Linked DNA regions of Mus musculus: all the other regions are linked to region 2. The links are chromatin contacts, called in public Hi-C and promoter capture Hi-C maps. All regions are on one chromosome and are shown on one strand. Each heading gives the region's core, a stretch centred on a gene start, on an enhancer-like site or on the middle of the called end of the contact. The rest is flanking DNA. Distances are from core to core; before and after follow the strand shown.

Region 1 (2,776 bases), core at 118-2,617, 1.3 Mb before region 2:
AGAAAAAATAATAATAATCCGAAGCAGGCCACTTCAGGATGATCAACTGCTAGTTATTAGCTTGTCCCATTATGGTTCCTGACAACCCTGGCCAAATTACTCCCCCACCACCACCCACAGGGCTCCTGACTTTCCAGGAACTCTGCAGACCAGGCTGTCCTTTAACTTAGAGATCTGCCTTTCTCTGCCTCTTGAAAGCTGGCATTAAAGGCATGTGCTAGCACTACCAGCCAGTCCTGCTTTCACCCCCTGTTGTTCGATTACAGGGTGGTGCCACTGCAAGTTTAGCGCAGGCTATACAAACACATTGATTGCTGAGCAACATCCCTAGCCACACCCCAGTTCATTGAGGTGTTAGAAGCAACGCATCTGGCTCACATTATAAGCATTAAGTAGCAAGTCCTGTTTTCATTTTACATGCTAGAAGTCTTACCCTGCAGACACGATGTATGGGTTTGCTTAGGGTCTCCTAAATCTCGGTCACTCATGTAACTACTTTCAAACCGGACTAAGTGCTGCACTCAAATGCTGAACGTTACCTATCAGGAATCGAGCCAGGTCCCTTTCCGCGTCATGTTAGAAAGGAGAATAGGGATAGCAGTGGTGGCGCACGCCTGCACGCCTTTAATCCCAGCACTCGGGAGGCAGAAGCAGGCGGATTTCAGAGTTCGAGGCCAGCCTGGTCTACAAAGTGAGTTCCAGGACAGCCAGGGCTATACAAAGAAAGAGAGAGAGAGAGAGAGAGAGAGAGAGAGAGAGAGAGAGAGAGGAAGAGAGAGAGAAAGAGAGAGAAAGAGAGAGAGAAAGAGAAAGAGAGAGAAAGAAAGAAAGAAAGAAAGAAAGAAAAAGAAAGAAAGAGAGAAGAGAGAGAAAGGAGAGAGAGAAAGAGAGAGAGAAAGAAAGAAAGAAAGAGAAAGAAAGAAAGAAAGAAAGAAAGAAAGAAAGAAAGAAAGAAAGAAAGAAAGGGAAAGGAAAAAGGAAGGGAAGAAACGTTTATTAGTTCGAAACCTGAAAGCCATTCAGAAAATCGCACAAGCAAGACAAAAGGGCTGTCAGTGCAACTCTCGAGTTTGGGCACACCCGGAGAGGTGGCGGCCACGAAGTCACGGTTTTGTCAGTGAAAGGATCCGGGGCAAGTTTGCGATCAGTACTGAAGGCTCCGTATCGCGGACAATCTCGCTAGAATCCCGAAAAAGCCTAAACCAAATCTGGAAGCCCCTCCCTAGGGAGAAGAGTCGCTCAGTTCAGGGCGGAAGTAATGTCCTGCCCGACTCAACTCCCGCGATGCACCACGGTAGGCGGAGCCGGAAGTTCGAGTGCAAGCTTGAGCGGGGCGTGTCTAGCTCCGCTAAGGCACCTAATTGGTCAGTCGGCACAGGCACTGGCGGCGTGCGCGAGTGGTACGGACGTGCGGTAAGTCTGGCCCTGTCTAGTTTGGCGTTCTCTCAGCCGCAAGCTCAAACTTCTTCTGATGACCCAGGGCTGGCTTCGCAGCCGTTACCTGGGGAGGCTGGCCAGTCTTGGGGACTTGGACTTGGCCATATTTTTGTCGTTGTATTCCAGGCAGTCTGGCTCAAACTCATGAGGAACATTTATGTGTGGCAGGGAGAATTCTGTAACCGAAAGACAAACGACTCCATTGCTAGAGAGACAGTAGCGGGGAGGGCGGCAGAGTTCACGGACGTGTGGTGGGAGCATCTATTGGGCTGGAGAAGAGGCTTGGGTGAGCCTGACACTTAGGAATTAGTTCGCTTCTTTTCCTCGGCCTCCTGCCTTGCTGCCATTGCAGGTGTATGACACGTAAGGTCCTGTTAGGGATCATTTCTATGGCATACTTCAGGATACCTTGACGGGGAAGCTCAGTAATTATCTACTGAATACTCCCGGTTATTTTACAAACACTCTGATGCACACCTTAAATCCACACTGATAATAGTCACTTTTAACAAATTTTCTTAGAAAGTATTCTTAGCCGGGTGTGGTGGTTGCATACCTTTAATCTCAGCACTCAGAAGGCAGGCAGGTCTCTATGAGTTCGAGGCCAGCCTGGACTACAAGGAGAGTTCCAGGACAGAAAACCTGTCCCCAAAACAAAACAAAACAGAAAAAAAAAAAAGTATTTTTAATGTCTTAGGATATAGGAATGCAGCTTTCTTCTTTTTCTCCTGGGTTTCAGACCCAAGGCTTGGTGCAAATATGGTGCGCACTTTGGCAAGTACTTTACCAAGTGGAGGTATGGCACCATCCTTTGTTCTTTTATTTGTTTATTTTCCTATATGCATATGTGTATGTGTGTTTTGCCTACATGTCTGCACACCACATGGGTGCCATGCTGGGAAGAAAGTCAGAAGAGAGTTCCAGTTAGTTCCCTGGAATTGGTTTACAGGTGGTCATGAATTACCACATGAAACCCAGGTCCTCTGGAAGAGCAACCAGTACTCTCTTTTTTTTTTTTTTTTTTAACTAGTGCTGTGTGTGTTTTTAAGATTTATTTATTTTTATTTATATGAGTACACTGCAACTGTCTTCAGACACACACTAGAAGAGTGCATCAGATCTCATTACAGATGGTTGTGAGCCACCATGTGGTTGCTGGGAATTGAACTCAGGACCTCTGGCAGAGCAGTCAGTGCTCTGAACCGCCAAGCCATCTCTCCAGCCCCGCAACCAGTACTTTTAACCTAATGGCTGAACCATCTCTCCAGTACCCTTCCACCCTGTCCTATCCTGTCCTGTGCATTCTTGCAAGATGGAAACAGTTGATAACAGTGTAAAG
Region 2 (2,700 bases), core at 195-2,694:
GCCTGGCATCTACTCTAAATTTGCAATGCATTTGCAGTTGTATGAGGGATAGTTTTATCTGGTTAGGTGTAATTATAACATGGTTAAATATAATGTGTTTGTAATTGTATGTCAGATAGTTATATCATGTTTAGGTATTATTATGATTTGCTTAATGTTTTCACTTGGAAATTGATAAGAAGATATGATTGTGTGTCAAGTTGGCAAGGGGTGGACTTGTATGGCAATTCTGGGTTGTCAACTTGACTACATTTGAAATTAATTAAAACCTCACTCCCGGTACCAACTCATCTTAGGGTTTTTATTGCTGTGACAAAACACCGTGAGTAAAGAGCAAGTTGGGTAGGAAAGGCTTTATTTTGCTTACATTTCCATATGGTGGTCCATCAATGAGGGAAGCCAGGACTCAAATAGGGCAGGAACCTGGATGCAGGAGCTGCTGCAAAGGCCATGGAGGATGCTGCTTACTGGCTTGTTCAGCCTGCTTTCTTAATGAACCCAGGACCAGCAGCCCAGGGTTGGCCCCACCCACAATGGAATGGGCCCTGCAACGTCAATCATAAATTAGGAAAATGCTCTTCAGGCTTGCCTACAGCACAACCATTTTCTCAATTGGAGATCCCTCTTTTCAGATTATTCTAGCTTGTGTCAAGTTGACATAAAATTAGCCAGGCTAGCAGTCATAGGCAGGGGAACTTAGAAATGAGCTATGGCAAGGATCCAGGGAGGCAAGACTGGGAAAGATTCGTCTTTTCTTGCTTTGTAAAATGGCCTCCTGCCAGCCTCCCAGCATCCTACTGGGGTATATTTTCTACCTTCATTTGGGCTTTCTGAAGCCACGGAAAGACAAAGTTACCTCAAGTGCCTGGATCAAGGAGTCTCATGTAATGCTTTGCTGCTGCTGCTGCAGCCACCACCACCACCATCCACTGCCAGGATTCCTGGGGTGTCTGCATGTGAAATTTTTCTTTTATACCAAAGTTGGGGCCTTCTGACTTCAACTTGTCCACAGTGACTTGGATCTGCCATCATTAAGCAAATAAGAACAGGACTCTGTATGGCAGGCTCTGTTTTCTTGGCTGTGGGGAAACAAACAAACAAAAAATACCAGTTTGCTGACCACACCAGAAGAAATCCTACATCTGGATAAGCACACCCATAACTCATAAGTGTGTTGAGTTTGGAGGAATGGTTTGAGGCCAAAAACATTTCTCTGCTTCTGGAGAAAACGCTCCTGCAATGCTCCTTTAAAGCCAAACTTCCTTGCCTCCTTTCCTAAGGCCAGGTAGGAGGTGGTCAGGAAGCCTCAACCTTAGAACCAAGGCCACATCCCCAAACTGTGCTCCCGCCGTTCGGTCCTCCCAGCGCAGGGGGTGCTGTGGAGCGGCAGGCATGGTGGACCCGGCCTGATTCCTGATCCTACTCAGCCACTGTTGTTAGTGACGGAGTAAAGCCGGAAGCAGTGGGAACGAGGAGGGGCGGAGCTGCCACAGGCTGGGCAGGGCAGTCTCCCAGCAGAGGATCGGGGCGTGTCCCGGTTAGAAGTCATGCTTGGAAGGTCTGGCTACCGGGCACTGCCCTTAGGGGATTTTGATCGTTTCCAGCAGTCGAGCTTCGGCTTTCTGGGTTCGCAGAAGGGCTGCTTGTCCCCAGAGCCGGGCAGCGTGGGGCCGGGGGCCGGTGAGTGGCTACCCAGCACCGCGGACAGAGGGGCACCCCAAGACCTGTACTCTCTGCCTCTAGGAGGAAGGAGAGTGAAGGGGATAGGATATGAAGTGGGTGCCAGACAAGGTGTGGGGATGCTACCACCGATTTGTTCTCCCTACGGCACCAGCTGTAGCTTTGGAAGCCGCGCAGCCCCATCTTCCCTAATCTTAGCCCATCCCGTTACTATTTCCAGGATAGCCCATCATGCATAGAAAGAAAACAGAGCCCTAGGCAGAGGGAGCCATAACCCACAAGGCATTTGTAGAGAAATGGAAAAAGAGTCGCCCTAGGGTAGCAGCGCAGGGAGCAGGAGTCTCCTGTGTCCTGGTGAAGATGCACAGAACAGAAAGCTGGGCCTGCAAGCTGCCTGGCTTGTTTGCTTTGGCTTCCTCTCTCCAAAGCCTGACTGTCCTTGGAGTATTCTGGTCCTCTGTGGTTCTCCTGTATTGACGGTGCATTGAAAGCTTTGGCAATGCTGAACGAATCCTCCATTTTCTGCCCCGTTCTTTTTTGTTGTTGTTGTTTTTGTTTGTTTGTGGTTTTTTTTTTTTTTTTTTTTTTTTTTTTTTTTTTGAGACAGGGTTTCTCTGTATAGCCCTGGCTCTCCTGGAACTCACTTTGTAGACCAGGCTGGCCTTGAACTCAGAAATCTGCCTGCCTCTGCCTCCCAAGTGCTGCGATTAAAAGCGTGCACCACCACGCCCGGCTCTTCTGCCCGGTTCTTAGGATTCCTCCTTCCCTGAAGAGGTCAGGAATTAGTTTATGACTTAGACTGTCCTGCAGGCAGGGGCTTCTTGAAGGATAGAACAGACGTCTCTTGTCACCTTCCTGTCTAGGGCTGGGGAGGAGAGAACAGATAGCAAGCTCATCCCCAGATTCTGGGCCTGTTTGCTCAACACCCATTCAGGATTCTTAGTTCTTCCTGCCAAAAGGCTTGAATTGAAGTACACTATAGATATAGATAGATAGATAGATAGATATAGATATAGATAT
Region 3 (2,700 bases), core at 64-2,563, 1.3 Mb after region 2:
CATCTATTCTATAATCACAGTGTACTTGGTGAAATCCTCTGGTACTCGGGTCTCTGCAACCACCATGGCTGGCAGAGCCGTGATCTGCGGGAATCAAGAAGGTAGTTCAGTTCAACATGACTAAGGAGGAAGGACACACAACATCGCACACAAGCAACACGTATGCCCACATGTTAGCATACACACATGTACTTCCACACACTTAACATGCTGCCCCAAACACAGAGTCCAGAGGCTGGGGGTGTGCTTAGGTTGTAGTACAGACAGTAGAGCATTTGTCTTCCTATCATGCACGAGCCCTGGTTTCAGACCCCATGACTGTGTATCAGGTGTACTAGGCATAATCTACCTGTAAACCTAGCACCCAGGAGATGGACGCTAGAGAGTTTGAAGTTCAAGGTCATCCTCAGCTGTACAGCAGCCAGCCTGGGCTTCATGAGACTCCTAAAGCTTTGTTTTTAAAAGATGACTGCAAGGGCTGGTGAGATGGCTCAGTGGGTAAGAGCACCCGACTGCTCTTCCGAAGGTCCGGAGTTCAAATCCCAGCAACCACATGGTGGCTCACAACCATCCGTAACGCCCTCTTCTGGAGTGTCTGAAGACAGCTACAGTGTACTTACATATAATAAATAAATAAATCTTTAAAAAAAAAGAAAAAAAAAAGATCACTGCAAGCCTTAAGACTATGGTTATGGAAATTGCCATGTTCTGGGATACCAAGTCTAGCACAATTAATGAGCAAAGTGGAAGTTCTCTCTCTTTTCTTCCACTGTTCCTCCTGCTCACTTCAGGGTTGAAGATTGAACCTGCGTTCTCAATCATGCTAATAAAGTTATCTAGCACTGAGCTTCACCTCTAGCTAAGAGAAATTTTCATAAATTCTTCTCAGTTATAGAAGTAAACATGGCTTCTGCACTTACAACAGCAGTCTTTCTGGCTTGACCTACTGAACACTCGGGTTACAGGCTTTTGCTAACACACCGGGTTCTGGCACTCACTAGATAGCCCGCACTGGCCATAGACTTACAGGAATCCTCCTGCCTTTCCCTCACTAATTCTGGTATCACAACTAGGAATCACCACAAACAATTTTTCAACACTTTGGGACGTCTTTCAATTGCTCCATGTTGAGACCCCTGGGGCTGATTACTTAAAGACTGCTCAAGTGCGCTTTCACACAGTTGACACTGCAAATTGGATTCTCATTTTCCTTCTTCCCGTATCCTCCGGGCTAGTTCTCCATGCCCTGGGGCGGTGCCTGTCCCTCCCAGCCCATCCCTTGGGTTTGGGTTACAGAGGCTTGGCCAGGGCGGGGATCGATCCTTCACCGCCCACCCGGTCGGGAGCTGCAGAATCCTTTGCTTACGGATCTCTGAGATCGAGCCCGCCTTGCTTCCCTCCCGTTCACGTGACCCTCCGATTGTCACGCGGGCGCCGCTCAGCTGACCGGGGCTCACGTGGGCTCAGCCTGCTGGAAGGGGAGCTGGCCGGTGGGCCATGGCCGGCTGCAGGCTCTGGGTTTCGCTGCTGCTGGCGGCGGCGTTGGCTTGCTTGGCCACGGCACTGTGGCCGTGGCCCCAGTACATCCAAACCTACCACCGGCGCTACACCCTGTACCCCAACAACTTCCAGTTCCGGTACCATGTCAGTTCGGCCGCGCAGGCGGGCTGCGTCGTCCTCGACGAGGCCTTTCGACGCTACCGTAACCTGCTCTTCGGTTCCGGCTCTTGGCCCCGACCCAGCTTCTCAAGTGAGTCACTGCCCGGTTCTTCCCTCCGAAGGAGCCGCCTTCCGTGCGTGGGTCAGCCCCGGCCCGGCTCCCAGACACCCTCCCGTTGGCCTCTGCACAGCCCAGTCAGTCACCTCCCACGCGTTTCTCCCCTTGCTTTCTCTATCCAGCTAGCTGGCCTCCCCAGCCCAGCCCCTATCCCGAGCACCCCTTCATTGATGTGACTTCTTGGGGTCTCAGTTTATCCCTAATCCTCCTTTTGAGAACTGCATTTAGGTTTTCTTTCTTTCTTTCTTTCTTTCTTTCTTTCTTTCTTTCTTTCTTAAGAAATGCCTACTGTAGGGCCACAGTTCAATCAGGCTGTTAGAATATTGACAATATGTTGGCAATAGACATTTAAAATGATCCTTTATAGAACATGCTCAAGTGGCATAGGGTCCCTGTGAGGCAGTGACCAGGGCTGCAGAACTGAGCCCAGCATGTGTCTGGCACATAACTTGGTTAGTAAAAGTGTGAGAGGAATCAGAACACAAGGCAGAGAGCTTCCGGAGACATAGGCAGACGATTCCAAATCATCTGTTGAAAGTGAAGACCCTGTCATCCCGCAAGGCATCTCCATCATCCTTACTGTTTCCAAAGATCCTCAAAAGAGAAGATGAGCTGCAGGTTTTCGGATTTGGCGTAGACTCTGGTTTGGAGGAAGCTGGAGGAGCAGGGATCTTATAGTCTCAACCCAGACCCCTTCTGTCACAGAGTTGGAAATGGAAAATGCATCTTGAAATAGAGGAGAGACACAGCTAAGGTCAGGCAGCTGGGCTGGGAAGGATTAACCATCAAACCTCTATTCTCTCAGTTGGTAAAGTGCAATGCAACGAGGCTTGAATACCCTGCTGCATCTCATAAGAGCTGTCTCGACGGCACACAGACTTGGGGATGGGGGTGGGGTGGAGCCAGGAAGATCAAGAGTCCAC
Region 4 (3,020 bases), core at 267-2,766, 1.2 Mb after region 2:
GAACTTTTTGCTCTACCACTGAGCTGTTATTATCTCCAGCCCTCTTTTTACTCTATCTTGAGAGAATCTCACCAAGTTGCCCGGGACAGCTTTGAGCTCACTCTGTAGTCCAGGTAGGCCTTGAACTTGCCACCATCCATCTGCCTCGACCTTCTAAGTAACTGAAATTTCAGACTTTCACCACCGGGTCCTATGTTATCTTTACTTTCCAATCATATCCCATTTGTAACAACTTTTCCCCCAAACAAATGTAAATTTATTTCCTAAAGCTCAAAAATACAAAATCGGGATGTATATAGCGTTAAATAGGATGCAGTTTCTGGTCTGAAGCAAGTTTAACTTCTATGCACGAAACAGAAACCTTCAGAGAATAGAGTCCAGAAGCCGGAATGCCTCTACTTTCTAATTCACAATAGAGTTTTGTCCAATTAGACAACACTGTGTTTTATTGTTGCCGAAGCTGCAAGGGTGGGTAGGGGATCTGCAATAACTATTCCAACAGCTTCCATCAAGTTACTTGCTACCAATGGAAGAAGTAGCAGTTAGGTCCCAAAGAAAACATACTCCTCCCACTCCCCCAAAAATGTAGGCATAAGCCTCACCATCAGAAAATAAGGTCCATCAGCACCTCTTCCGAGAAATAGTTCCCTTCCCCCACCTTTAAGTAGCCACTTAGGACTGCCAAGGAGATCCATTTCTTTATTAGCCGGTGCCCACTTGGAGCAATCATACACTAAAGCTGCTCTGAAGGGCCTGCCCTAATCCCATCTGAAACTGCTCAAAAGACTCAAGGGCTAGGGATAAACCTTGAGAAAAGGGCCGGGTTCTTTCTGACACCTCTTTCACACTCACCACCTCACCCGCCTCTAGCCCGCCCCGGTATCCCATCCTCCGGCCGTAGTCATGCAGGAACTGCCGGCCATAGCCGCTCAGGCAGCCCCAGGCCTCCGCCATGCCAGGACTCCGGGAAGCACCGCCCAAGCGCACCTCCCGACCGGCCGGCAGGGCACACAGGCCCGTGACGAGCCAGGCCCTGGCCTGCTCTTCGGCGCCGCACAGGCCGCCTTGGGTCCGCTCCCTAAGCCGGCTCCGGGGCCAGATGGCGTGGCGGGGCCCCTCACCTGGATGACCTCGTTGACCTCCCGGATACATTCCACCATGTGCTGCAGGATCTGTTCGGCCGTGAGCACCTCGTAGCGGTAATCCTCCTCCTGCTCGTGTCCCGGGCCGCCGCCGCCACCGCCACCGCCGCCGCCGCCTCCCGGACCCAGAGCGCTGCCGCCGCCACCGCCAGTCTCCCCGCACAGCAGTCCGTCTCGCTCCCCGCCGACGCCCAGCCCGGGCTCCACCAGCTCCACCTCGCCCAGATCCAGGTTATCATCGTCCGGCTCGTCCTCGTCGTCGTCCTCCTCCTCCTCGGCGCCGCTGTCCTCCTCGCTGCACTCCTCGTCCTCGTCGAACTCGTAGTTGTAGCCCTCGTCCGAGTCCATGGCGCGACGCGCGCGGGCCCGGCAGACGCTGGCCGCGGCGCGGAGAGGGCGGGGACGCCGAGGCCCCGGCTCTCGCTCCGGCTCCGGCTGCCGTCCGGACGCAGGCCTGGTTCCGGCCCCGTGGGCCGCGGCTGCTCCCCGCGTGCGGCGGTTGGAGGCGGGCGGTGGCGGCGGCGGGGAGGGCGCGGAGCAGGGCGGGAGGGAGCGCGGGGGCCGCTTGCTGCCGGCCTCAGTCAGACGCCGCTCCGCTCCGGGCTCGGACGGAAAACAGTCCCCTGCGCCACCTCCGCGGCCGCTGCTACCGCTACTGAGCCAACAAAGGGGCGTGCGTCACCGCGCCGCGCTACGTCATCGCGTCGGTCCGCTGCACGTCACCGCGCCACGCCCCTTGGCCCCTGCGTAGTATTTGGGGAGACCCCACGGCCGAGCCTGAGCAGGACGGGAGCGCGGCGGCGCGGCGGTGGCCCGGAGACACTGGGAAGCTGTGGCTCCTTGACGTGAGGAGGCTGGGGCCTTCCGGTCGTGGGGAGGAGTCTGGGGAGCGCCCAAGCGGAGGTTTTCTCCGAGGACCTTTCTCGCTTCCGGGCCTCACAGGCACATCTGACACGCCCTGGCTAGTTCCGGGAAGCCGGTAGCTGTGCTGCTAAAATTCCGGTTGCCCGAGTTACTGCCTGGAAGGTAGTAGTACGCGGAACCTCCAAGTTGGGTGACAGGTAGTTGGAGTGTTGCTGTCCACTCGTGGCTCTACAGCGGTTCTTGGGTCCCCCTGATGTGACGTCATAGTAAAGACTCAGTTCCTGAACTCATCTTGACAAGCACTTCTTGAGGGTCCGGAACAATGTGACAGTCCTGTTCCTCAATTAAGGCCATCAATTCCTCAATCACTAAGGGCCTTCCATAGATTAGTGCTCATTACCACAGAGTCCTAGTACCCAGATTATAGCGGAGGCACCCGAGACTCTAAAAATAAAAGTGTATATACCTTGTGGTGGCATACACCTGTCCAGCATGCACAAAGGCCCCAATTTCAGTCCCCAGCAATGGAGCAGAGAGGTTTTCTGATACATAATAAATCTTACATTTTATGTAAATTACAGTGATAATTCCAGGAAACAGTGCAGGCAAACCACATCTACAAAGACCAAGAGAGACTGCTTATCTGGAAATAGTGCAGAAGTGAGCTGGGTTGATGGATGGCTATTTCAACAGAGGAGGAGAGGAAGATGGCCTTGGGTCAAAACAGAAGGTTCACAATAGTTACAAGGCTGAAGTTTAAAACTCAATCAGTAAATGGGAAGTATTGGGCAAATTAGTTAGAGGTCATGACAAAGCACTTAATGCCTTTCCAAGACTGGGTTTATCTTGTTTTGTTTGCTTTAGACTTAATACCTTGAAAATAGGACACCAGAGCCAGGAAAGTGTTTTGAAGGAAGTAGAGGCTTAAGAGACCTCCCTCTTCCAGTAACTTGAAGGATTGGCCAGTCTGAAAATCTATTAAAGCTGAACCCTTAATAGATACAGTACTTAAGA
Region 5 (2,931 bases), core at 153-2,652, 1.5 Mb after region 2:
TTTTTTTTTTTTTAAAATTGGCTCAGACTGGCTTCCCACTTGGAGATCTAGCTGCCTTATTCTTTCAGGAGCTAACAGGCCAGCCATCCCAGGCAATCAGCCATCTTCAAAAACAGCCTTTGCACCTGCATCTGATTATTTCTTGCACTTGTTATAGTTAAGTTTCCCCCGCCTTGTGATCAAGATTGGCCTTAAATTCACTCGCCACATAGTCTAGTTGTTTCAAATGGAAGTCTACCTGCGCGGTTTTTACTAGGTATATGCCAATCCTCTTGCTTTTTACTCTTAGGTTGTTTGTCACATGCCTTTGTACTAGCCTTTCTCTACTCCCATTTTCTTTCTGGCCAGTTTCGGTCCACCAAGGTTTTAACACGAGTTCTCCACAGGCCTGAAAGTCATTTGGGAAAAGTCCTCTTCTGCAATCAAGGACCCCCCCCCCCCCACTCCCCCGTTTGTGTTCAGCTCATCCCGTGTTATTTTACTGTGTTACCATTGCGGATTCTTTGTTTCCTACATCACAGCACTTCAAAAGAGCGGATATTTTTTCATTTTCTTCTAATATTCTGGATTTTACAGCATAGAAACAACTCAGTGAAAAGTCTGTGGAATGAATGGAAAGAAATACTTGGCCACGGGGGCGGGAACAAGTGGGGGGAGGGGCGTGCGTGTGTGGAAAAGGGGCGGCGCTGAGAATCCAGCTGCAGAATGAGGAAGGGGCTCGGACACACTAGAGTCTGCGTGGAGCGCAAAGCGATCCACTGCTTCCAAAAACTGAGACAAACCTAAGTAGGGAGGAGGCGTCTTACCTATTCCTCAGGCCTCACCAACCCAACCAGCCTTCAGGGAGCTCTGTACTGGCCGGAAAGTGAGACTTAAGGTCGTAATCCCAGAGTTTGCCTTTCCAACCTTACGACGTTTTTATGTAGTAATCGAGAATCTAACACGGAGGTCTCAGCCCTGCCGTAAAGTGAAGAAGGAATGGGGAGGCGGGGCCATTCGGAGGGTGGAAAATAGGCGTGTCCGCGCAAGCGCAGGCAGCCCGCTCCAGCAGCGTCACGTGCGGAGGCGGGGCCGGGCGGGGCTGTCCGGGGCTTGGCAGCAGGGGGCGTGGGAGGTAAGTGCGCGCGCGCCTGCTCGGCTGCTGCTGGAGAGCCGCGCGGGGCGGGGCCGCGTGAGCGGGGTCGGGGGCGCGCAGGCCTGAGAGGACTGGGGACGCAGAGGCAGTTGGCGGTGGCCGTCGGAAAGTCCTGGCAGGACGGGGAGGGACTGCGGCGGAGATACCGGTCCCCGGGCAAAAGCAGGGACCGCGGTTTAGCTTCCAACGCGTGCTCTCTGGGCGGGGTGCGGCGGGGGATGTGCCTGCCCAGTCCGGGCGGAGTCTCTCTGACAGGGCGGGGGATGCGCGGCCGCCGCTCTCTCGGACCCTGAGGCGACTGGGCCCACCCTCGCGGAACCCTCCTACCCCCCGGCGGCCTCGGCCTCTGCTTTCTCCTTCTGACCCTGGAAACCGAGCTGGGGAAGCGGCTACCGCCGAAGAGGAAGGGGCTGTGGTGGCCACCGCGGCGCAGCCAGAGGTAAGACCCGCCCCAGCACCCAGCGGCCCTGCCGCCTGGCCTGGCCCGGCCCACGTCTCCCGCTCGGCTCTTTGGCTCCCGGAGGGCTGCCCCGCCCCGCCCCGGCGGAGACGCCCCGCCAGCAGCTCTGCCCCTAAAGCCTAGCAATCGCCGGAGTACCGCCGGGATTCCACCCCCAGACTCGACTCTCCCGTACCTTTCATTGACCAGACACCATTCTGTCCACCAGTAGCCGCGGCGCTTCTGTCACTGGCCCCCTTCCACCTCCTGCTAGAACCTCTTTAGACCCTCTTTAGGACTCTGACTGGAACCTCTAGACACCGTTATGTCGGAGCGGATCCTTGTCTGGGAACCAAGGCCACTACTGCTTCCTAATGCATTGCTACGTCCCAGATCTTTGGGTATCCTACGAGTCATCGCTACCCGAGCTTTCATAGGGACCCTCACGCAGCTTACTTCCAGTCAGGTTTGCTAGGTTTTCCCCCTACCCATACGAGCTTTCAGATAGCCCAATGTCATGATGCTCTTACCTAGTAGGTCTCCGGTTAGCCCTTCAAATCACCATCAGAGTGCTGGATCGCCCCCTCACACCCCCCCCCCCCCCGCCCTGGTGTAGTTTCTCTAGAAGACCTCTTAAGCAAACCTTGTTACCTGATTTCTAACCAATCGGGATCTTTGGTTGAAAAGAAGTTTCCAGGAAAACTCGAAGGGGTTATTTACATAGTCCAGTATATTCACTCCATTGGATTTTAAGGAGTCAGACTGAGACCCATGTTTGGAGCCTCAGGGACTGGTTGCTGAAAGGGAAAGAGAGCAAAGAGTGTGAAAGCCCAGGCAGGGAGGGTATGTGTGCTGTTACAAGGGCAAGCTGCTTGCTCCTCATCTTGTCTCTTCAGTAGAAGGAAAGAACCAGTCTATATCTTGTCACTTCTGGGCTTCTGTAAGGATTAAGTTGCATTACACCAATGAAGATAAGTAACTCTTCATATATTTGTCTCAGCACTGTAGATTTGTACAGATACACAGGTTTTTAACTAGAGGAGTTTTGGATTTACTGTTTTTGAACTTGTTAGAAAAACAGCATTTATAGCTGTTCTTAATCCCTGAAGGCTAATGTTTTTAGTATTTTTTTACCACCCAGTCTTCTCCAAGGACCAAGTATAAGTGTCATTCAGAATTGAAGTTATTATTAACAGCTTTCTTAGTAGTAGTAAAATATTGAATAAAATGTTTGTTGAAATTATACTCCTGAGATGTCAAGAGGGAAGCGTAATGTTAAGTGTTAAGTGTATAATTTTAATGTTTATGTAAGGGTGGGGGATATTTTTGTAGTTAGTACTTACGGTTTTTTTTTCCT
Region 6 (2,899 bases), core at 243-2,742, 1.4 Mb after region 2:
AACCCTGACCTGCGTGGGCCTAGATCTGTGTGGCTCAGACTGACTTTGGCCTCTTGAGCGTTGGAATTACAGGTGTGAGCTACTCTGCTTGACGCACAGTATGCACAGTGGACCTCAACATGAGTAGATAGATAACTGTCACCCTGTTGAACACTATGGTTCTTTTGTGTGTGTGTGTCCAAGGCACAAAGAGGTCATTTCTTCTACCCCCTTCTCTTGCAGAAAGGAATGATTTCCTCCACAGATATAACCTCCCCCTCCCCAACTTCATGTTCTTTCCACCATAATAACCAAGCATTTACTTCCCTAAACTAAGGGGACCAAGGGGACTTATAGAAGAAACTAAAAAACTTTATTTCACTACAAATTGCATTTATGTTACCCTTCCCTCTAATCAAAACTGACCGAAAATGGGATGAAGGCCTGTGATTCAACTACAAAGAAGTGTCTGCTTGAAATGGTCACACCCATCTTTTACCAAGAAAAACAAAAGAACAAAACAAAACCAAAAAAAATCCAAAACCTAAGGTACAGTCTTCCCATTTAGAATGTGGCAACATTGTATCTGCTTTCAAAACTCTGCGGAATGAAGACTAGTGTTAACAGTTGGGAAATTAGAAAATACTTTGTAGGGAAAAAATTGTTAATGCCTCCAATACTACAAATTTAAATACATACACGCCTGAGTCAAAAACCAGTGTTGACTCCTGCATAGATAATGGCTACACGTAGGTCCAGTTCTGCACTAATTACCTTGGATTGGTTTGCTGCGTCCAGGTCCAGGCATTTTAAAAGTGCAGGATTCGAGACTCAAAGTATTAACATGGGTCCAATCTAGCCCTCCTTATTAGGAGGTCGCGCTCACGTTCCAAAGAGAGACTTAAGTTCTTCCTACCCAGCCTCTAAGTCTGGAACCCTCTAGGAGGCAGCCCAGACCTTCCACCACTCTCTTGCTCCCATCACCCCAGCTTCCCGTTCCGCTCAGCCTCAGAGGGTGTACTGGGGCGGGCGCCGGGAGGGTGGAGAGTCTCCGGGCGGGGCTGGAGGAATGTCCGTGGACCTATAAATCTGGGCACCGCCCTGGTAGGCCAGGGCAGATGGGGAGACCTGGGCAAAAGGCCAAAAAGGGAACATTTTGTAGCCGATCTAAAGCAACAGGTGGCGGTGGCGCCCGGGAACCTAGGGGTGGTGGTGGCGGCGGCGGCGCTGGCCCGGTGGGCGGGCCTTGCTCCCTCACCACTTCCCCATTGGTCAACAGGATAACCCTTGAGCAAATTTGGTCTACGATGTCCTTCCGCCACGGAAGGTAGTCCTCCTCAAAAGGGCAACCTGCTTGTCCCGCCTACCCTGAGCTTCTCTCAGGAGGTGCGGGCGCCCCGTTGAGAGGCGGGGCGCCGCCGGCCGCAGCCCGGATTGGGCGAGGGGCGGGGCTGCGGAGGGATTGCGGCGGCCCGCAGCTGTGATAACCTTGAGGCCCAGTCGGCGCAGCCCCGCACAGCAGCGACTCGTCTTCACTTGACTGACGTCCGCTCTAGGTATCGCAGCAGGAACCGAAGTACGCCCGAGGTGAGCGGGGAGAACCTAAGCCATCTGTCCCCAGAGCCGATGCCCACTGGTGTGTAACGCAGGCCTGCCTGCCCACGCGGGACTCAGGCGCCAGGCATCGAGCATCCCACTCCGGGTTGGGGAGGAGCCACACTTGAGTCCAAGTCTTAATCCTCCAAATTGAGGGTGGCCGGCTAGCTCCTTTCCCACGGTCTCATTCTGCTCTCTCTTCCATCTCAATCTGGTTCCAGCCTCTTATCTTACTATTGCTATCCTCGCCACCCTGTTCTCGCCCTGCTCCGATGCTCGTCCTCCTACATCCACTACGACTTACGACCTTCCTCTTAGCTCTGTGCCCTCATAATTCGGTGCCCTCCTCTTAATCTCTACTTGAAATAATTCCCCTACTCACCCCACCCCCACCCCCCATTCAGCCTCCGCGTTCATCCTCCTTTCAGGTCAGCGTTCTCTTCCCGCGCCAGTGTTCGCAGCTCTTCGTCGCCCCTCCCCCCTCCGATCCGGTCACGTCCGCGCCGCAGCATCCTTTCAACCTCCATATCCTCGCCCCTCCCCCTCGCAGCTTTTCCCCTCCCCCCGCATTCTAGTCACGTCCGCGGACTCCTCGTGGTCCGGTGCATGGAGGTAGGATGCAGTCACTAGCGGTCCTTGGTAATGCAGCTACAAGTTACGTAACTTTTGTATTCCCGGTGGCCTGGCAAGAAAGGTTGGCCGCTATTGCTGCCTGTTTTGTGTGCCCGCAGATTTTTGGTGGTGGGCACGGGCCCTCATTGCTCTCGCGCTCCATCCTGCGGCGGAGGGGCGGCACGTACTGCGATGCGTCTGATTAATCGGTCATGCTGCTCCCACGTGCTGGCGAGGGGGAGGGTGGGCGATCAACCCATACCCGTTCCCGACAGAAACTGGAGCCCGACGCTACCAGAACACACATAGCCCACAGAGCTCGGTCTAATTAGGGAAGCAGATTTTGTCAAGTCAGTGCTATGAGGAAGATGGGGCTGCATGCACAAGGTGGCCGGCATACTGGTTTTGAAAAAGCCGGGCATCTTCTAGTCTGAAGGCTATAAAGACCCAGTAAATACCCAGTCATAGTAAGATAAGAGCTCGACCACTTTTTCCAAATCCAGGACACTGGTAGTTTGGAAAAAGTGAACCTTATAGTGAAAATCCAGTCGTGCATGGAGGCAGCTAGGTTTTGGAATCCGGTGTGATCTATTAATATTCTTAGGTTTGGCCTCTGGTCCTGTGTCACTCCAGGCTGCTAAATTACTGGTCTCCTTGTAAGTACGGGCCATCCTCGATGTAGTGACTAACCTCGGGTGAAATATCCAGAAGG

The links. Promoter capture Hi-C pulls out the DNA fragments that hold promoters and counts their contacts. A called contact is a pair of places that touch in the nucleus more often than the background predicts.
Region 1: a promoter capture Hi-C map of erythroid cells shows a contact between it and region 2, with 27 times the contacts expected there. The contact joins the promoter of Snupn here to the promoter of Stoml1 in region 2. A contact is called at or near these places in 3 of 39 promoter capture datasets (erythroid cells, liver and pre-B cells), 1 of 484 Hi-C or Micro-C datasets (B cells) and 1 of 115 datasets of contacts at active chromatin or transcription factors (large pre-B cells).
Region 3: a contact with region 2 is called in a Hi-C map of B cells, with 9 read pairs. The contact joins the promoter of Hexa here to the promoter of Stoml1 in region 2. A contact is called at or near these places in 1 of 39 promoter capture datasets (liver), 1 of 484 Hi-C or Micro-C datasets (B cells) and 1 of 115 datasets of contacts at active chromatin or transcription factors (bone marrow-derived dendritic cells).
Region 4: a contact with region 2 is called in a promoter capture Hi-C map of erythroid cells, with 23 times the contacts expected there. The contact joins the promoter of Arih1 here to the promoter of Stoml1 in region 2. A contact is called at or near these places in 3 of 39 promoter capture datasets (erythroid cells, liver and pre-B cells), 1 of 484 Hi-C or Micro-C datasets (CD8 T cells), 1 of 115 datasets of contacts at active chromatin or transcription factors (pancreatic cancer cells) and 1 of 9 other capture datasets (liver).
Region 5: a contact with region 2 is called in a promoter capture Hi-C map of erythroid cells, with 30 times the contacts expected there. The contact joins the promoter of Myo9a here to the promoter of Stoml1 in region 2. A contact is called at or near these places in 1 of 39 promoter capture datasets (erythroid cells) and 1 of 9 other capture datasets (adipose tissue).
Region 6: a contact with region 2 is called in a Hi-C map of B cells, with 5 read pairs. The contact joins the promoter of Pkm here to the promoter of Stoml1 in region 2. A contact is called at or near these places in 2 of 39 promoter capture datasets (liver and pre-B cells), 1 of 484 Hi-C or Micro-C datasets (B cells) and 1 of 115 datasets of contacts at active chromatin or transcription factors (pancreatic cancer cells).

What each region holds. Positions count from the first base shown.
Region 1 is chr9:56,949,541-56,952,316 of GRCm38.p6, forward strand. It overlaps Snupn (snurportin 1), which reads left to right and starts at 1,368. Exons shown (of 9, transcript NM_178374.4): 1 at 1,368-1,413.
Region 2 is chr9:58,251,720-58,254,419 of GRCm38.p6, forward strand. It overlaps Stoml1 (stomatin-like 1), which reads left to right and starts at 1,445. Exons shown (of 7, transcript NM_026942.3): 1 at 1,445-1,680. The coding sequence starts at 1,548.
Region 3 is chr9:59,538,227-59,540,926 of GRCm38.p6, forward strand. Hexa (hexosaminidase A) reads left to right here and starts at 1,314. Exons shown (of 14, transcript NM_010421.5): 1 at 1,314-1,750. The coding sequence starts at 1,498. It also overlaps a transcript of Tmem202 not described here.
Region 4 is chr9:59,484,858-59,487,877 of GRCm38.p6, forward strand. Arih1 (ariadne RBR E3 ubiquitin protein ligase 1) reads right to left here and starts at 1,517. Exons shown (of 14, transcript NM_019927.2): 1 at 1,122-1,517. The coding sequence starts at 1,490.
Region 5 is chr9:59,749,772-59,752,702 of GRCm38.p6, forward strand. It overlaps Myo9a (myosin IXa), which reads left to right and starts at 1,403. Exons shown (of 44, transcript NM_173018.2): 1 at 1,403-1,574. It overlaps Senp8 (SUMO/sentrin specific peptidase 8), which reads right to left and starts at 878. Exons shown (of 2, transcript NM_027838.3): 1 at 807-878.
Region 6 is chr9:59,655,084-59,657,982 of GRCm38.p6, forward strand. It overlaps Pkm (pyruvate kinase, muscle), which reads left to right and starts at 1,493. Exons shown (of 11, transcript NM_011099.4): 1 at 1,493-1,566. Gm51708 (a long non-coding RNA gene) reads right to left here and starts at 823. Exons shown (of 4, transcript XR_003948336.1): 1 at 754-823.